Linked DNA regions of Sus scrofa: region 2 is linked to region 1. The links are chromatin contacts, called in public HiChIP or PLAC-seq maps. All regions are on one chromosome and are shown on one strand. Each heading gives the region's core, a stretch centred on a gene start, on an enhancer-like site or on the middle of the called end of the contact. The rest is flanking DNA. Distances are from core to core; before and after follow the strand shown. Region 1 has its middle 29 kb from the start of BTG2. Region 2 overlaps ZC3H11A (zinc finger CCCH domain-containing protein 11A).

What was found. HiChIP or PLAC-seq counts read pairs in DNA pulled down with a chosen protein or histone mark.
Region 2: an H3K27ac HiChIP or PLAC-seq map of alveolar macrophages shows a contact between it and region 1. The contact joins two enhancer-like sites. A contact is called at or near these places in 1 of 47 Hi-C or Micro-C datasets (heart right ventricle) and 1 of 2 datasets of contacts at active chromatin or transcription factors (alveolar macrophages).

Annotation. Positions count from the first base shown.
Region 1 is chr9:64,001,690-64,007,122 of Sscrofa11.1, reverse strand. No RefSeq gene overlaps it. Among named protein-coding and RNA genes, the nearest start is that of BTG2, 29 kb to the left of the region's middle. Within about 2 kb of position 1,737, at least 34 of the 83 cell types and tissues checked have an H3K27ac peak or open chromatin away from gene starts, as enhancers often do. A contact at or near this core is called in alveolar macrophages, where this site is marked.
Region 2 is chr9:64,533,139-64,539,115 of Sscrofa11.1, reverse strand. ZC3H11A (zinc finger CCCH domain-containing protein 11A) reads right to left here. Exons shown (of 19, transcript XM_005656653.2): 6 at 3,942-4,065; 7 at 2,064-2,267; 8 at 1,821-1,937; 9 at 1,471-1,551; 10 at 517-627. Among named protein-coding and RNA genes, the nearest start is that of ZC3H11A, 17 kb to the right of the region's middle. Within about 2 kb of position 2,320, at least 16 of the 83 cell types and tissues checked have an H3K27ac peak or open chromatin away from gene starts, as enhancers often do. A contact at or near this core is called in alveolar macrophages, where this site is marked.

The DNA of each region.
Region 1 (5,433 bases), core at 488-2,987:
GGCAGAGGAGCAACCTGATCTGACTCATATATACATTTTTTTTTTTTTTTGTCTTTTTAGGGCTGCACCTGTGGTGTATGGAGGTTCCCAGGCTAGGGGTTGAATTGGAGCTGTAGCTGCCAGCTTACACCACAGCCACAGCAACGTGGGATCTGAGCTGCTTCTGCAACCACAGCTCACTTCAATGCCACATCCTTAACCCACTGAACAAGGCGAGGGATTGAACCTGCATCCTCATGGATGCTAGTCAGATTTGTTTCTGCTGAGCCACGACGGGAACTCCTGATCTGACTCATATTTTTAAGGGATCCCCTGTGGCAGCCGTGTTGAAAATAGATGAGTGGGTCAAGGGTGGAGGCAGGGAGACCAGGTCAGAGGCCCGCAAAATATGACCATGGGAAATGATGGTAGTTTGGATTGGGTTGTTAGCAGTTGAAAGCTAAGAAGTGGCTGGATATTTTAAAGGAAGAGCCTTCAGGGTTTGCTGATAAACAAAATATGGGTTGTGAGAAAAAAAAAAGTATGTGCCTCTGCTAGGAAATCCTTTATATGCAATATCATTAAAATTTCTCAATAAACATATAAGTGAGGTTCTATCATTATATTCTACTTTACAGATTAGGAAACTGACAGAAGGCTAAGTGACTTGAAAAATCCTGTGGCTAGCAAGTGGTAGAGCTGGTATTTAAATCCAGTCTTCCACCAAACAGACCTTAGCAGCTATACTGTAAAAATCTCATCCATTCACTCAACAGATTTCTAGGGCACATCTACCCTGCAGCAAGCATTAGCCTAAATTTTGGGGGTGCAAAAATGAATGAAAGACAGTTCTTGACCTTGAAGAATGTATGGTTTGGAGGAGGAGACAGATAGGAATAGAAAGACAGCAGTGAGGTCACAGACACGGCTTGAATCTGGTGCTGGGGCATAGGCCTGGGAACCACCATACATTTTTAGGGTGCAGCCCTAAAAAGATAGAAAGAAAGGAAAGAAGACAGACAGAAAGAAAGATAGACAGACAGTAGTGAGGTAAGTTTGCAGAGTCCTAAGCCCTCCGAGGAGTGGGCAACTGTGCCCACTGGGCTGGAGACTGAGTAGGACTCTGCCAGAAGAGAGGATGCCGAAGCATTCCTGGCTGAGGGAACTGCATGTGCCAACAAGGGAAGTCTAAGGGGTCGGGAGCTGTCAGAGGTGTGCACTACAGTACTTTGCATTAGGAGGAGTTCAGGGAGTCCTGGGAAGCTGGGCAGGCAGGTGAACTGGAAGGAGCATACCCGAGGACAAGGTGAAATCGCTCCAGTCTTCCAAAGGGCAGAGAAGTGGTCAGATCCGTTTTCCAAAGATCTCTCTTCATGTGGCAGGTGGATGCCGGGAATAAGAAGACATAATTTTCCCTGCTTCAGGATGATGTGATCTGGGAAATCTGGCAAGTTGGCAAGGAAGGGCATGTTTCCAGGAAACAAACAGTACGTTTGTTCCAGGGCACGTTTCCCATGCCTGCGTGTCTGTGTGTGTGTGTGTGTCTATAAATACACACAGCACTCAGCTGGAGTCTTACACAGGGTCATGACAGCATCCTGCCACACTCCCTGAGCTGTCTCTGCTGTCTTCTTTCCTCTTCTGGGCAAGGCTTAGCTCCGTAAAGCACGCAATTCCACCACCCAGCAGGCAGGGAGGGCCAGAATCTGACCTCTGTCTTATCACTTCCCCTAGGACTCGAAAGCGAGCATCTAAACTGTAAAGTTTGGCCAAAGGAGGAAATGGGGCACTGTTAGAACAAAGCTCAGTGTGGACTGACTCTCCAGGAGTGAGAAGTGGGGGTCTGTTTCCAAAACTGACCCACATCCAGTGGTTCGAGGACCATGCTGGTAGTGATGGTATGAGAAGACAGCTATAGCTCCTTGTCCCATCCACCTCTGTGAAGGATCAGATTAAAGGAGGAGACAGAGAAAGACATTACATACATATCTCTCTCTCTATGCACATACGTATGTACGTATGTGTATATATAACATATATAGATGCACAGATATACACATATATGTTTATTTATATATATGTAGATAGACAAAGACAGACACAGGAAACAGGGACAGAGACAGACAGAGACAGAGAGATGGGGCAGCCGAATATTAACTCTGACAATCTTCAAGGCCCCAGCTAGGGCAGCTCTGCTAAAACTGGTGCACAGAACTGATGGTTTTTTTTTGTTGTTGTTAATTACTCAGTGAATTTTATTACATTTATAATTGTACAACGATCATCCCAACCCAATTTTATAGCATTTCCATCCCAAACCCCCATCCCATCTCCCCACCCCCAACCTGTCCCCTTTGGAAACCATAGTTTTTCAAAGTCTGTGAGTCAGTATCTGTTCTGCAAAGAAGTTCATTGTGTCCTTTTTTTAGATGCCACATGTAAGTGATAGCATATGGTGTCAGTGTCTCATTGTCTGACTGGCTTCACTTAACATGATAATTTCTAGGTCCATCCTTGTTGCTACAAATGCCATTATTTCTTTCCTTTTAATGGCTGAGTAATATTCCTTTGTGTATATGCCACCACATCTCCTTTTTTCACTCCTCTGTCGATGGACATTTAGGTGGTTTCCATGTCTTGGCTCTTGTATATAGCGCTGCAGTGAACATTGGAGTACACGTATCTTTTTGAGTCATGGTTTTCTCTGGATAGATGCCCAGGAGTGGGATTGCTGGATCAAACGGTAATTCTATTTTTAGTTTTCTGAGGAATCTCCATGCTGTTTTCCACAGTGGTTGCACCAATTTACATTCCCACCAACAGTATAATAGGATTAACATTGTTTATAAACTCCTATTGTTTGTAGATTTTTTGATGATGCTGGTACACAGAATTGATGCTGATGTGCAAACGGAGTCCAGCCTAGTTCACCTTCCACAACCCCAGCTTAGAAATTTGTATTGGTTTCTCCCCCACCTTGTCAGTGCAGGAAAAACAAAACAAAACAAGACAAAACCAAACAAGAGTGACAGTGAAACAGGAAAACTCAGACTCACAGGGATTCTTACAGTGAAGTTTCCTCCCCAAGGGCCTCCTCACCCCTCCGTTCCAGGCCAAGGGGGAAACCAGCCCTTCCTGAGCCCCATCCCAGCCGTCAGGGCCTGGTGGCAGGGGTGGGGGCTGGGGGTAGGTGCTGGCCACCTACCTGCCCCCTGGAGCACTAGGATTTGGAAAGGTTCACTGGGCAGCTAAAGCGAGCCCTCTGCAGGCCAAGCTACCCTCCTTAACCACCCAACTTAACAGGAGCCCCAGGGACTGTGCCTGCCTTGGTTGATTATTGAGTCCTGTTCTCCTCATGACTTTAGAGGGAGGGATATGGTATCTTCCCTCTTAGGCCCCAGCCTCTGCATCTGTAAAATGGGAATAAAAACATCTGCTACCATGTGATTTCGCTTATATATGGAATCTGAAAAAAAAAAAAAAAGCAAAAAACAAGCTCACAAATACAGAGAATAGGGTCGTGGTTGCCAGAGATAGGGTTGGGTAAAATGGGTAAAAGGGGTTAAAAGGCAAAAACTTCAAGTTATTAAACAAATAAATCATGGAGAGTGATACAGCATGGTGACTGTAATTCATAATACTGTATTGCATATTTGAAAGTTGCTAAGAGGAATTCCCTGGTGGCTCAGTGGGTTAAGGACCTGGCATTGTCACTGCTGTGGCTCTGGTTACATCTGTGGCGTGGGCTTTATCCCTGGCCTGGGAATTGCCACATGATGTGGCCCCCCCCAAACCACCAAAAAAGTAAAGTTGCTAAGAGAGATCTTAAGCGTTCTCATCACAAGAAAAAAATTTATAACTGTGTACGGTGACGAATGTAGTGATCACTTCACAATATATACAAACAAAAAATCAGTATGTTGTACAGCTAAAACTACAGTGTTATGTGTCAAATCATACTTCAATAAAAAATTGCAATTGGAATTTTTTTTTTTTTGTCTTTTGTCTTTTTAGGAGTCACACCCGTGGCATATGGAGCTTCCCGGGCTAGAGGTCTAATTGGAGATGTTGCTGCCGGCCTCTGCCAGAACCCTAGCAATGCCAAATCCGAGACGCGTCTGTGACCCACACCACAGCTCACAGCAACGCTGGATCCTTAACCCACTGAGCGAGGCCAGGGATTGAACCTGCAACCTCGTGGTTCCTAGTCGGATTTGTTTCCGCTGTGCCAAGATGGGAACTCCTGGAAATTTTTTTTTTTTTTGGTCTTTTTAGGGCTCCACCCACCGCATGAGGAAGTTCCCAGGCTAAGGGTCCTATTGGAGCTGCAGCTGCCAGCCTACACCACAGACACAGCAACATGGGATTTGAGCTGTGTCTGAGAACTACATCATAGCTCACAGCGATGCCAGATTCTTAACCTACTGTGCAAGGGCAGGGATCGAACCTGTGTCCTCATGGATGCTAGTCAGGTTCATTAACCACTGAGCCACGACAGGATCTCCTGGAATTTAAAAAAATATGCTCTCCCTGAAGCCGAGACCCAGAGAGGTTAGGTAACTGACTCAAGTCATTCTCCCGCCCAGGATTTGGACACAGGCAGTCTGAGGCTATAGCCTATGCCCCTAACAACACTTCTTTGCTACCTCTCTGCATTCCCAGCATCAATGAAGGGCTGCTGCAGTGTCATGAAAGCTTTTGCTCAAGGATATGAGACTTCAGTGTCTGAATAGGACCACTCACTTTACACTAAGCTTAAATTCCAATTCCTTCATTTGCATGGACTTGGGATTGGAAGACAGTTGCCTTCACCTTGAGGTTGGTGTAGAGCAAATCTTTGTGTTACCCAAATGTTCAAGTGCAGAGTGTATAGAGTGCCCTTTCCCCAAGCCAGAGCACTGCACCTGTAGAAAGCGAAGAAGGCAGTAAAACTCACAGCATTAGGAAATTGAGATGGTTGAATACAGTCTAGAATTTGGAAGAACTATAATTGAATGCTCGATAGAAATCTCTACACCCTTAGTACTTTTCTTTTTTTTTAAATTTTAAAATTTTTATATATTTATTTATTTTTTTATGGCCACACCTGTGGCATATGGAAATTCCCAGGCTAGGGGTCAAATTGGAGCAAGATTACACCACAGCCACAGCTACACCAGATCTGAACTGCATCTGTGACCTACACTGCAGCTTGCAGCATCACCAGATCCTGGTGAGAGAGGCCAGGGGTTGAACCCTCATCCTCGTGGACACTATGTTGGGTTCTTCTTTTTGTCTTTTTTTTTTTTTTTTTTTTTTGCTATTTCTTGGGCCGCTCCCATGGCATATGGAGGTTCCCAGGCTAGGGGTCTAATCGGAGCTGAAGCCACTGGCCTACGCCAGAGCCACAGCAACGCGGGATCCGAGCCGCGTCTGCAACCTACACCACAGCTCACAGCAATGCCGGATCGTTAA
Region 2 (5,977 bases), core at 1,071-3,570, 530 kb before region 1:
CTTCCATAATTTAAATGAAATCATGTACTACTCCACTGCTAACTCTCCCATACAGCTTTCCCTGAAAATCCCAGCAAGAAGGGAGCTCTCTTTTCTCTGACTCTTTGCTGTCTGAATGACATAAATATTTACATGTATCTGCATACTGCAATTATTTGTGTCATGTTCTTTACTAGATTTAAAACTATTAAGGGAAAAGAATTTTACATTTTTCTCTAATTTAAAGGGTTTATTATAGTTTTTTTTACCTTCAATGGGCAGTCAATAAATTTGCTGGATTCAAATAAACAGTAAATGTAAAAAGTAAACAGAATACATAAATGTGAGAGCTGCCTGGTTAAGAATTTCAACCTTTGAAATAGCAGAGTCAAATGCACTAAGTTTTCATCCTATCCAGTCAACATATTGAAGTTTCCCCGCAAATCCATTAAGAGCAAAATACATGCAAGGATTCTGCTCCTCCCAGTCATTTAAAAGCAGTAGGCTGACAACACTTACGACCTACCTATACCTCACCTTGTTTGTTGGACAGAGTTACTGTCCTCACCACAGTCCGGACATTCTCTTTTTCAGGACCTGGAACAGGCTGTGGCTGGAGTAAAAGACTGGAAACTCCTGAAGAACCTTCTGAATAAATCAAGTCAAAGAAGAGTAAGTAATTTATGGAAAGTAAAGCTTTCACAAATCAAGAAATTTCGTCTCTGTGACCAGATAAGTCCAATACGGACCACTGGACTACAAAAGCCAATCCGTCTTCATTTTGTCTGCCTACAGGGAAATGGGGCAGGGGAAGGGGAGATAATCTTATTTCTTACCTGCCCTTGGCACAAAGTGAATATAAAACATGAAACTGTTTTGACTGACTTAGGCATTCAATCTACTTTTATATACTAATAAGGCTAACATTATTCTAAAGGTAACCTCAGAAGCACAAGAGCTACATTAGGCGTATCAATTCAATCTTCTCTATCTATAATTAATCATCTGGAAAACACAACTCCAAGGTTCCTAAAGAACAAGCTTCAGCAAGAAGGTACTTAGACCCAATCATCTGATTATCTCTAAAATACTACATTTTACACTTTATCTGTAACTTTTAAGGTCAGAAATACAGATTAAGCTAAGGCAAGCACCAGAAGAAAAGCCTAGCTGTTCTTAAGGAAGAGCTCACCTACCATAAAATAAACTTTTCTATTTTTAATAACAGTTTATATGCTGTTCTTTAGAGTTATTTCTCAAAATAAGTTCTTTCAGTTTATTCTAAATGTCTAGAATATTTAGGGACTGAAACACAGCTGTAATGAATTAAAAAAGCAACCATCATTAAAATAAATCCGAGTTTAATTTATAAACTACAAAAATCAAAAACTGTTTGCTCATTTTGGTTGGTGCCAAGTGTCCTTATTATCAGAAGTATCCTTGTTCTCTAACAACATTCAACCCTCCAGGTCAAAACTCCTGATAACTCACCACCTTGCTTCTTGGATTTCTCCTTCATTTTCTTTGATTTAATTTCCTCAAGAGTTTTTATTCCGAAATTCAAACATTCACCTAGAAATGCAAACAGCAACTGTGTGAGGAACTAGCACCATTTCACCTTTGCATTTTATCTGTACATGGCTGGCATGCAAATGTTTTCTGAATGAATAAGAGAAAGTATGTGTAAGTAGGTGTGTGAGTATAATGGGAGCAGGGAAGAGGAAGGGGGTGGTAATTATGAACTAAAGTTCAGAGGTATTTAAAAAACAGGTATTTACACACATTCAACAGCACTGTAGGATTTATGAGCAGGAACTAGCATCAATATAGCCATTTCTTACCTTGTTTTAAATTGACCCCAGGTTTTCGAGCAGAAGCCACTCGTAATCCGTTATGAACTTCAGGAGTTGGCTGCAGGGTAGGTGTTTTGGTTTCATCACCTTCCTCAGAAAACTGATCTACATTATCAAAATTTAAGGCAAATTTTCAATTAAGAATAGGCCTAGATCTTCAAGTTGAATTCTGTCTAAATCAGTAAGTTACCCTGATCATTTACTTCCTTTAAAGAAAGAACTAAAACTTACCATCATCATCTTCATCATCATCTGCAGCATTGATTACCACTGGCGGATGTGTAGGGCTAGGAACATTTTCTGAACTTTCTACTTTCATAACACTTCGCAGCTGAGGAGAGGGATTAGACTGGACAGACAATTTGTTCTGTTGAACTGTGAGCTGGCTAGCTTTCACTTCCTCTTCTGGTGACTCAGGCACAGTGGGCAACACAGCTACACATACAAAGACAGTCATAAATTAAAAGTAGAAGACACAGGAGTTCCCTTCATGGCTCAGTGGCTAACAAACCCAGCTGGGATCCATGAGGAGGCAGGTCTGACCTCTGGCCTCACTCAGTGGGTTAAGGATCCAGCTTTGTCGTGAGCTGTGGTGTAGGGGGCAGACATGACTTGGATCCCCTGTTGCTGTGGGTGTGGTATCGGCTAGCGGTTGTAGCTCCGATCTGACCCCTAGCCTGGGAACTTCCATGTGCTGTGGCTATGGCTGTGAAAAAGCAAACAAAACAAAACAAAAAAACAGTAGAACATACAAGAAGATACAGTCCCAATTCATCAAAAATCCCTGACCACCTATGATAGGTTTGGGGATTTTCCTTAGGAGCATTGTCTTTTTATTTTAATTTGTATCTTTTAATTAAAAATTTACTTTCAAATTTCCACATTTTCCCAATTAGGTTCTAAACTTCCAGGGAGCTTTGAAAATGTGGCTTTCCTGGCTAACAACCATTCACTATATGTAAACACATACAAAGTCGGCATTCAATATAGAGAATAAACAGGAAGCTAGATGCATAGTAACTATTCACAAATTCTAAACATTTAATATTGAAATTCTAGGCTTTCTGATCAAGAAGAGCTTTTAAAAGAGATAGTAGGTAATACTTTTTTTTTTTTTTGCTTTTTAGGGCCACACCTATGGCATATGGAGGTTCCCAGATTAGGGATGGAATCAGAGCTATAGCTGCTGAACTACACCACAGCCACAGCAATACAGGATTTGAGCCTCATCTGCAACCTACACCACAGCTCACAGCAATGCCAGATCCTTAACCCACTGAGAGAGGCCAGGGATGGAACCTGCTTTCGTGGATTCTAGTCAGATTTGTTAACTGCTGAGCCATGGCGGGAACTCTGCTAACACTTTTGAACCAAACCAAAAAGGTTTTGTGAACCTACTTTTTTTTCTTAATGATAGATGAAAATATACAACTATGGAATTTTAATCATAAAGCAAACACAGCTTTTAAACGACCCATCGTTCCACTAGGAAATTACTTCAAAAGGAACTTTAGAAATAAATACGAGCTTCTGGTAGAAAGTGAGTTATGTTTTAGATTACACCGCAGGGAAGGGCTAGTAAATATTTTTTTGTAAAAAAGTATATAGTAAATATTTTAGGCCTTGTAGAACTCTGTCTCAACTACTCAACTTTGCAATAGTAGCAGAAAATCTGACCATAGAAAATACATAAACAAATGGGCATGGCTTCATTACAACAAAACTTTATTTCATAGAACAAGTGGAAGATCAGATTTGCCAAACCCTGGCCTGGAGAATCAAAAAAAAAAAAAAAAATTTTTTTTAAATCTGTATGGGTCTGACAAGAAAACAGGAAATGAGGTATGCTGTTGTAATCTAAACTGTCTTGCCAAGAAACACTTGTGAGACAGCATGACTTTTGGCAACAAAGTTTTAACTGTGACTCTCCTATTTGTTGGCTTATGATTGTGTACAAGACATTTAACCTTAATAAAGTTCAATTCCCTTATCTGTGAAGTGGAAATAATGCTACTGTCTCACAAGACTAAAAGAAGGCTACATCTATGAAGTATTTTGTACTGTGTGCATACTAAGTGTTATTAAAATTCAATTAAAAACTAATCTCACTTTTGCTTGGAGGTAGGAAAAGGCCATCGACGTAACGCCCTCTGTTGTGATGGAAAGCACAGTTTAGCTTCTGACATCCCATCGGCTGATTTTCCCAATAACAAGGAATCTCACTGCGTTTTTTCTGTAAGAGGAAAAACACACTGTTTTCAAATTTAAAAAAACACTTTTTCTGGACAAAGTTCATATAGAATTGAAAAACCTGTGGCATGAGATGATTCTGAGTAGTAGGAAGCAAGATGCTTAAAGTGACATCCTCTTGCATGACGCAGAGATTAAAGGAGCAGGGTTTGCTATTCTTTCTTTTTTTTTGTCTTTTCTAGGGCCGAACCCAAGGCACATGGAGGTTCCCAGGCTAGGGGTCTAATCAGAGCTGTAGCCACCGGCCCACACCGGTCACAGAAACTCGGGATCCGAGCTACATCTGCAACCTACACCACAACTCACGGCATCGCCGGATCCTTATCCCACTGAGCAAGACCAGGGATCAAACCTGCAACCTGTTTGTTCCTAGTTGGATTCCTTAACCACTGAGCCACGATGGGAACTCCTTTTCTTTCATCTTTGCCCTCATCCATGAACCCCTAAATGCCTACACTTAATTTAGAAAAGCAGGGCAATATAATAGTTAAGATTATAGAATCAAAGATAACAGGGTTTTAATCTCTATCATGCTAATTAGTGGCCATGTGATGTTAGACAAATGATTTAATGCCTCCTGGCCTCACTTCCTCAGCTAAAATGGGAGTAACAATAGCTATTTAATTTGTTTCTTAAGAAAAGTAAATGAAATGCATATGAAGCACTGAGCAAATAGATGAGACTCAGTAAACTGCAGTTATGATTTGAAGCTGAGAGTTCAAGAGTTAAGGAAGAAAATCCTTCCCATTTGTGACTTCTCAAAGGCTTAACACATGATAGTATCTCTGTCCTTCCCAAGCTCTTAAAAAGGGGAACAAGAAAAACAAGAATACCTGCACATCTAGAATGATCTGCTAGATGACAAGATATAATCCAAAAGAAATACATACATTAGTTCTAATTACACATTAGATGTGTTAAAGAATGTTCAAAGCAACACTACTTACAACAGCTCCACAACAGAAACCACCCAAATGTACATGAACACATTTAAAATGGATAAATACACTCTAGTATATTGACGTGATACAATACTATCTAGTAATGAGAAGGAATAAATACCAAAAGTTACAGAGTAATTGTTTCTTTTTTTTTTTTTTTTTTTTTTGCTATTTCTTGGGCTGCTGCCGTGGCATATGAAGGTTCCCAGGCTAGTGGTCGAATCGGAGCTGTAGCCGCCAGCCTACACCAGAGCCACAGCAACGAGGGATCCGAGCCGCGTCTGCAACCTACACCACAGCTCATGGCAACACCGGATCCGTAACCCACTGAGCAAGGGCAGGGACCGAACCCGCAACCTCATGGTTCCTAGTCGGATTCGTTAACCACTGCGCCACGACGGGAACTCCATAATTCTTTTTCTGAAATTTATCTAGTGAATTTCTTATTTGGAAGACAGTCAGCATAGAGAGTAGTTGAGAGACCATAAATCTGCAACTAGAATGGAGTAGTTGTATATAACCCCAGGCATACAAATTACATACTCGGTCTCTTTCTTCTTTGCCCACCCCCATCTCAAACAATTCAGTCCAAAGGCATCAATCAGGTAGGTCTTCATGCTGGGAGAGGGAAGAGCAAGGGGCCCAGAGCAGGGTGTTGGAGGCTGACTGAGATGAGGAAGGTGTCCATATGACAAGGTGGAACTTGCACAGGGTGTCAGGGTTAGCAAGACATTTGTGTACCAGGATGGCCTGGCACAATATTGGAGCCTGAGAAGAATGAGCAAGGCTTTATGCAGTAGGATTCCAACGTAGGGTGAGGAGAGGGGTACTCATAAACAGTCACCATAGAATTCGAATCAAAGACCAAGCAAGGTGAGGAAGGCTGGGTTTTCCTGAGTGGGGACCTGGTGCAGACTTGGAGAATAAGCAGGGTGAGGAAAACAAGCATCTCAC